2 separate regions of the Danio rerio genome follow, and region 1 is linked to region 2. A link is a contact called in public Hi-C data. All regions are on one chromosome and are shown on one strand. Each heading gives the region's core, a stretch centred on a gene start, on an enhancer-like site or on the middle of the called end of the contact. The rest is flanking DNA. Distances are from core to core; before and after follow the strand shown.

Region 1 (4,602 bases), core at 1,420-3,919, 480 kb before region 2:
AGCCACTGAGGAGGTGAGGTGAGTCGCCGCATGCAGCAGATGGTCAGGAAGAGGAAACTGCTAAATAGGCCAGAAAAATGGCCAGAGAGAGGGACACTTATCAATGGATGAAAGGGTGAAATGATGAATGAATAAAAGACTTGCAGGCATCTTCAAAGAAAAAAAGTGTTACTAAATAAAAAGCTCTATCTGACACAACATTTAAGAAAATTGAGGGGATATTGTATAGTACGTCCTCCCCCATTTATAGATGCAAAGAATTTAATAAAAAGACATAATTAGGAGTGTGTACTTAAGAGCTTTAGGAACGAGCCAGAGACTATAATCTCCTGAAGCACTTAGTATGACAAAACCAGATATAATTTTAAGTTGTTTGATGGGTTTGTAGAAAAAAAATCTAAATAAAAGTTTAATGCAAAGTATTAATATGGTCATGTGAAAAAGATAGGACATCCTTCCATATCAGGACATAAAAATTATCTAATGTATTCAATTCAATTCATCATTATTTCTATAGTGGTTTTACAATGTGTCAAAGCAGATGGACATAGAAGTTCTAGTAAATTGAAACTGTCAGTCTACTTTTCAGAGTTGAAGTTGAGTTTAGTTCAGTGTGCTTAATTTCACTGCTGAAAGTCCAAATACTGAAGAGCAAATCCATTGATGCACAGCTCCACTAGTCCCAAACCAAGCAGGCCAATGTAAACAGTGGCGAGGAACAAACTTCACCAATTGACAAAAGTAAAAAAAAAAAAAAAAAAACCTCGGGAGAAACCAGGCTCAGTTGGGCATGACCATTTCTCCTCTGTTTAAAAATGAAGGAAATCAGTGGATGTCCATCTTGGGGAACTGCAGGTGTGAGTAAGTAACCGGAGGGTGTTCAGGCTGGCCCATGAGATCAGTGCGGAGACTCTTCTGTCACTGTGGTCTTTCAGGAATCAGTTCATGCTCTCAGCTCCTCTATGCCCATCACAGCATCAGCTCAGGATATGGCCTGGTCCAGGATTTTGGATACCTTAGCATAATTTCTTCACAGGTCTCGGATTACATCGACGGCTCTGCATAACCTCTAGAGGCCTCTGAATGAGCATCCCCAGGTGAAAAAGGAGAATTTAAAAAAATATTAGCATAGATGCTGTTCACAGTGTATTTAAATGAGATGCAAAAATGAAGTGTTAAAAATTAAATTAGTAGTTACTTAAACAGACACAAAAACAAAAAGCATATGAAGCACAGGGTGTTTCCTAACAAATTGTCAGGTGTATTAAGACAGGAAGAGTTTGTCCTACAGGTGGTTTGTCAAGCCCACTCACCTGTGTGGAGCACACTCATGTAATTATAAAAAACATACATACACACACACACACACACACACACACACACACACACACACACACACACACACACACACACACACACACACACACACACACACACACACACACACACACACACACACACACACACACACACACACACAGTACACATACATAAAATAATAATTCACAATTGGTCATTATTAATAATAATTGACAAATAAAATAGTCAAGAGACAAAGAACAGAAACTTGAAAAAGAGATAAGATTGAGAAAAAATAGAACAGGTAATTATAATGACAAACATTTTGGATTAAATACAGTAAAAATATTATGCTCTGCAAATTGTACATGTAGCATTTACTGTGTGTATACAGAGAAAGATTCAGTTAGGTCATTCAAGCTGGTGTAGCCGAAGATCTCTCAGATTGGTTGAATTTTATACACAGCATAATGAGTAATTTAGTTTATTCTGCACGAATTCGACAATTAAACAGATATATTAAAAATCTGTTCAATTAAGCCAAACAGATGTGTTCAAAAACGTGTATATTACAAAAAACAGATCTGTCCGTAAAGATTTATCATTAAACATTCGCCCTTAAAAAAAAAAAAAAAAGGAATATTTTTTTTTACTTCCTTAACCCAAATGTTGCACTCTATTGATTTGATTGTTGTCATTTGAAATTACTGCAATCTCGTGTAAACGACATGCTACGGGGAGGGGAAGTTGTTCCGATAAAAGATATGAGGTGACATATTTGTTAATCAGATTCATCTGTGCAGAAGCGCAATACTGAAGATATTTGACATTTTAACACAAGGGGAGAAACAAATGTATATATAGAAACTCTGCTTTCAGTTTTAAAGGGAAAGATTATCCAAAAATGAAAATATCATGTCATTATTTAACCCTTCACTTGTTCCAATCCAGTTTGAGGTTATACATTTGTTGAACACAAGCAAATGGATTTGAATAGCTATCTTTTCCCTAACATTCTTCAAAACTTCCTGTTTTGTGGTCAACATAAGAAAGAAACTGATAAAAAGAACTATTGATTGTGAGTAGTTTTTTTTTTTGATGATCTTCACTTTTGGGTGAACTATAACTTAAACTTTACCTTTTATGTTTTCATCACAGATATCGATAAAACCGACGATTTATAACAAATCCATCACCAAACAAATTTAACATATTTAAGAAGCATGCTTAAAGCATGTTAAGTAGTTAATTTCCAAAAGTCATCAACAAAACTGAGGTCACATTCTTGCTGAGAGGAAATGCAGTGGGTTAGTTACCATGACACTATTGCCACATCTGTGTCTTGAGCAAGACAGCATGCAACAGAAGGAAGAGCGAGATGGAGAGAAAACGTAATGGTTATAGCTGAACTGGCAGAACGCCACTTCATATCGCTCGTAATCAGTTGTGTGCCTTTGTGGTGACCTCAGTAGCCCACACTCAGGCTGGCACAGAGCATGCTCAATCTCAATTCATCACTCCAGGTAGAATTGATCGCCACAAGCCACCAGGTTAATGTATGGTCTGTAAGCTCAGAGAGGCTTTCCTATACAACTGGCTCTGGTCCAGCTAGGCCAAACAAACACACACACACACACACACACACACGCACACATACAAACACACACTGATTGTCAAGTGCTTAGCAGAGAGATAAATAACAGACAGGACCTTTTATCATGACATGAGGATCCACAGAAGGTATGCGAGATGGAATGCTGGAAATGTGTGATGGAATTCAGTGCATTTGGTTAATTATTTTACATGTTTTTTTTTTTTTTTATCTTCTTCTGTCATGCAGGCTCAAACTAATTTCACTATGATCTTTTTTTTTACTTTTGGAGGAAGAAGTGGACACAAAACACAGCAAAACTGCATTAAGACAAAAGGGGTTATTTAAAAGGATAGTTTATTTAAAATTGTTGAGAATTCTTCCATTATTTGCTCACCCTCCACTTGTTCGAAACATTGTGTAAGTTTTTTACTTCTGCAAAAAAAAAAAAAAAGGAAAAGAAGATATTTTGAAGAATGCTAGAAACTGGTGGCGATGCAGTTGCGCAGAAGTAGTGCTGTCGCCTCACAGCAAGAAGGTTGTTCTCTCTGTGTTTGCGTGGGTTTCCTCTGTGTGCTCGGTTTTCCCCCACAGTCCAAAGACATGTGGTAAAGGTGAATTGGGTAAGCTAAATTGTCCATAGTGTATGAGTGGATGTTTCCCAGAGATGGGCTGCGGCTGGAAGGCTATCCGCTGTGTAAAAACGTGCTGGATAAGTTGGCGGTTTAGTATTAGTATTGCTTATGTTTTGTGTTTGTTTCTCAAAAATATCTTTGGTGTCATTTTTTTGAGTAAACTATCCTTTTAACCAACATAACATATTTTTGTAATCAACAAAATAATGAAAACGATGATGGTTTGAGCTTCTGAATGAATTTTGAGTAAAATATTCTATTCAATAATGCACTGTAAAACCCAACAGTCAACTTAATCAAATGAAATGAGTGTAGTTAACTCAAAATTTTCTGAAAGTTATTTCTGCTAATTTAAAAAGAGTTTTGAACTCAGTGTTGAAGGTAATAAGTTTATTAAATTCCTCATTGCTTCAACTTAAATTGAGTAAGTTCACAGTACTCATTAGGATTTTTTTTTAAGCAATGGGTTTCCTAATAATTAACTGCCTTAACATAGGATTTTACAGAACTCAGTTGGTTTTTTGTATTTATTTGGTTTTACTCTCATCAAATTGCCATTTTACTTAAATAGATTTAAGTGCACAGTACTCATTAGGATTAGTTTTTTTAACTTAAATGGTTTGTTGCAATCAGTTTCCTCAAATGGTTTTAGTTACCTTAACTTGTAGGGTTTTACCAGAAATATTGTATGCACACTGCTTATTGAAAATCCAATAAAAACAGTAATATGTTAAATATCTGTACAATAAAATAAATAATTGTTAAAAAATTTAAACAGTTTTTAGTTTTATAAATAATTTGTTTATGCTGATTTGGTCTGAAACAATATTAACTTCTACCCACTTTTTGAAAACTGTGAAAAATATCTAATATTTATATTTACATTACCTGACAAAAGTCTGGTCAATCCAAGTTTTAGGAACAGCAAATAATAAATTGACTTCTAGTTGATCATTTGGTATCAGAAGTGGCTTACATGAGAGGCAAAGCCCTCTAGATTATATGGATTTTCCCATAATGAAATATGATCATGCCTTAATTTTTAATTATTTTATTTGGACAGTAAAGTCTGACTTT
Region 2 (4,321 bases), core at 238-2,737:
AAGTGAATTCTTTCCACATTAGTCTTTGTACATTTTTGCAGAAGAAGCCCCTGCAGAATGACCCCTCCTATTCCTTCCTTAATATTCTGTTTAGCTGCAAAAGGGAAGAGGGACAGTGATGCTCAGGCTTTCAGTTCAGCATTGTGAGAAATCACTGAGTCATGCTGCTTTCTCTGAGCTAAGCTAAAGGCCTTTTTTCAATGCACCCAGACCATAGCTGGGCTTGAATTGGGCAGTCTTACTTCATTATTAGTAACGGCAGAAGACTGAACAGCAAAGTTAACGTCTGTCCTAAATTGAGCATGATTCACTTTTATTATTTGATTATGATGCAATTCTCAATAAACACATCAGCCAACTGATTTGAAATATAATTACATTTACGGCGAGAAACCAGCAGCCATTTCAGGGTCACAAGATCCTTTTGAAATCATCCTAATATGCTGATCTGATTTCTTACCACACAGTAAGAAACAGTTTCACAGTTCATGGCTTAATATATTTTAAAATATTTTTGAGGAGACACACTGTTTTCCATTCCACCATTTGTTCATGTACTTAACTTTTGCAAAAAAAAAAAGTTTTTCTGTAACTTGTGTTCTATTTCAAGCATCCTTGTGAAAGAAAATTACTAACTATTTTTACTTAATCTTGATGACCTCAAATTATAGCAAACTATATTCGGGATACTATATTTATATATATATATATATATATATATATATATATATATATATATATATATATATATATATATATACAACAAGGCCAAAGACATTAAAACTAAATTTTAAAAGAGGAAAGTGCTCAACTTTTTTACGAACCTCCCTTGTCCAAAGGGCTTTTCTAGTCACATGATGTCACACTCACACTATTATTCAAACCTTAATTTAATCAAAAAAATTGCTTTACTATATTATTTTTAAGGTTATTAACGTTTGAAATTAAACTCATTTTGCACTGCATTCATAAATAACTTATAAAGTAAATTATATATATATATATATATATATATATATATATATATATATATATATATATATATATATATATATATATATATATATATATGAACACCAGTACATCATTATGATGAAATTTGATTAAGTTTTAGAAATAACCACACATAACAGTAAGTGTATTAAAGTTATGAGGGGTCACACCCATGAACAATGCACGTGGCTACAATATCTATAAGAAATAGCAAACAGACAAGACAACAGACTGTACAGCATCAACAAGCATAAGGACTTCGGATGCTTGGAGTAGGCAACATACTATATATTAGTAGAATTTAGACGAAACATTATGCCATATGCTCTCTTAATCATAAACAAATCTCATTCAGTCCATTTGACATAAAACTTAACAATAATATATCGACTTGTAATATACTCACGGCCATTTTGACGTCTTTTGAGACCTATTGTGAAGTGAAACGAAGAGTCAGGGAGAAAGTTGCGCAGTGCGAGGGCTTCTTATGCCCACTGTGTTCAGCTCTTCAGATGAGCGATCTTTGCTTCAGCCAATTAGATTTTTGTGTCTGTCCCACCTCGACCAATCGCAAGAAAAGGCATGCAGAGTTACTGTATGGGTCTATTTCTAGGCATACCCTTGTAATGCGCTATAAATACACCTAACTAATTAAAACTGAACGAATTTAAGCACTGTGAATGTTGGTGTACATTGCGAGAGACGACAATTGATGTAATTATACGCTTGTAAAGAATAACAAATGTACTTATAAGGCTTTATTAAAATATTTGGCTTCGGTCTACAATGTGATTGAACGCGTATTGCAGTTGACAGGCTTATGAAGAGAAGAAAAATGTCACAGGTTGTAAAACATACTGATCATATAATAAGTAGGAGTTGGTATTCTAGACTACAACAATAGTATTATTATGATTTTATTAGTGTATTACATTGGCATCATTGATCATAACATGTTACAAGGGCCAACACTAACAGTAAGCTTTCTTTCACAGAACAAACAGTACAACAGCAGAAACAGCACAGAAACACCAACAGTGAGAGACAGACAACAACAGAGAACAGACAGAGACAGAGAAAATCTGCCATCAATTAGTTTTATAAAATGAAAAGAGAAAAATATATTTAGCTTTTTTTTTTTTTTTTTTTATAAATTCTTCATGGTATTTCCCAAAAATGATATTCTTTCATTTGTTCTCATTTTAAAAATACACTGTATATGTTATGATAAAATGTCAAATAAAATTGAAATTTAGGCTTTTCTGCACACAATCACTCAACATTGCTGCACATTTCTGCAACTATCACCAATACTCCACAACTACAGTATCACCATCACTCAGATTAGGTCCCCACCCCACCTCTTAGACCAGAATTTCACCCTTGTTCATGTCAAATAAATATGTGCTGCTCACATGCCACTTATGCGTTGTGTTGTACTGAGAAACGCCCCTGCCGTAAAATACACCCCTTTCATAGACTTTCATTAGAACTGTCAGTCTTCTGTAAGGTAAAGATTAACTGTGTTATTAAAAAGATTGTATCAATTTCAGCTATGCATATTTCAGAGGGGGTGCATTTTATGCAGGGGTAACAGTCTTTTATGTAGGCCACAGGTGTCAGCCTGCAGTGAGTTTTGCAAGTCTAAAGTTTAAACAATATGATGATCTATTTTTGACTAATGACTCCTTATAGATTATTATTTATTTTATTTTATTTAAATATTTTTTGCATGAAGCAGAAAGGAAGGATGAGGTCAGGGAGTTTAGACCATTCATTCATTTTCTTTTCTGCTAGTCCCTTTATTAATCTGGGGTTGCCACAGTGGAATGAATCGCAAACTTATCCATCATACGTTTTATGCAGCGGATGCCCTTTTAGCTACAGCCCATCCCTGGGAAACATCCATACACTCTCATTCACACACATACTGTAGGAGCCATTTGGCAACTTTTCATTGTTCCACTAAGTGGTGCTCTTTAAACAGGCTTTATAAGTGGGAACGAATATTCAGGTAACAGGTGATGCTAGACGGAGGGGAGCACATTTTTGACCACACACTCTCACACACAGAGCCACACACACTCACACACAAACAATCGCACACACATATGCACACACGTTCATTTACGCTTTAGCGTGACGATTTGTTTTGTTGGCTTGTAAGTCACGATATGTGGCAGTGTTTGATGTTTACGAACGAAAACTTACCTGGAAGGAAACTTGTGAACTATTGGAGTGTGCAACTGCAATAAACCTAAATATCTATGGAAACAAGTAGGCCTATACTGTTCATTGCATTTACAGTTCATCAGCCAAGAGTGCCTGTCTAACAACATGTCAGGGACTTCAAGCAAAAGGCTTAGCCTCTACACATACACTAGGGACAATTTGGAGTTCAGACTTAATAAACCTAATTCTTGGCCATGAGTCGGGTCTAATGCCGAGTTCAGACTGCATGATTTTCAAAGTAGTCGTGTCGCAGATGTTTTCACACAGCATGACTATCTGGGCTAGCGTTTCGTCGCTGCTTTGTTTACACTGCAAGATGGATCAGTGACAGGGACTTTCACATTGCATGACTTTACTATAGGAAGAATCGCCGACAACTTCGTCTCACAGCCAAAAACACAGTATATATTTTGTTATTAACTACATAATGTGAAAGAAGCCTTTAATGGGGTAGAAAATGTACATATTTGCTCACCTGGGTTTAAAGGGAATTAGCCATTTCTCTTCAACATTGATAATAAACTAATTTTCTTCTGGATGAAACGTCAAACAGACACGGTTGCTCCTGAGTCCTGTCAAACCTCCACTAGTTTTTCCTCCATTTTGTGAGTCCAAATAAACCGAAAATGAGCGCTTTTAACTTTGCCTGTGATTTTAGGCATTTGTCGGAGATTTCTCAAATCGGGGCTAAAATCACGCAGTCTGAACTAGGCATAAGACAACACACAACAGATAATTCTATAAAACATTTTTTTGTGTGTGTGTGTGTGTGTTCTTTACAATTGTCTATAGAATTTCATTCTAATGAAATTAACATATTTATATATATTTATTAATAGGCCTATATTTATAAATTCTTAAATGATCTTAGCATATCACTTCAGTCTTTACATTGTTTTCCAGATACATTTAGAATATATTTTTTATTTATTTAGAATAGAATAATAAATGGATAATAATACTTTTATTTATAATAAAATTTTTTTATAAAAAGTATTTATTCAAATAATATAGAATTTTTATAGATTTATAAATAGGGCGTGGTTTGGTTTGGGCGTGGCTTGTGGGCATAGAGGTGGGGCATAAATTCTCACCC

Evidence for each region. Hi-C and Micro-C count contacts between places; a contact is called where the count stands out from the background.
Region 1: a Hi-C map of skeletal muscle shows a contact between it and region 2, with 2.8 times the contacts expected there. The contact joins the enhancer-like site here to the promoter of lgals2a in region 2. A contact is called at or near these places in 4 of 18 Hi-C or Micro-C datasets (caudal fin, embryo, hematopoietic stem cells and 1 more) and 1 of 4 datasets of contacts at active chromatin or transcription factors (caudal fin).

Annotation. Positions count from the first base shown.
Region 1 is chr3:28,181,963-28,186,564 of GRCz12tu, reverse strand. No RefSeq gene overlaps it. Among named protein-coding and RNA genes, the nearest start is that of grap2a, 8.8 kb to the left of the region's middle. Within about 2 kb of position 2,669, at least 8 of the 62 cell types and tissues checked have an H3K27ac peak or open chromatin away from gene starts, as enhancers often do. A contact at or near this core is called in skeletal muscle, where this site is marked.
Region 2 is chr3:27,696,636-27,700,956 of GRCz12tu, reverse strand. lgals2a (lectin, galactoside-binding, soluble, 2a) reads right to left here and starts at 1,487. Exons shown (of 4, transcript NM_212894.2): 1 at 1,400-1,487. The coding sequence starts at 1,405.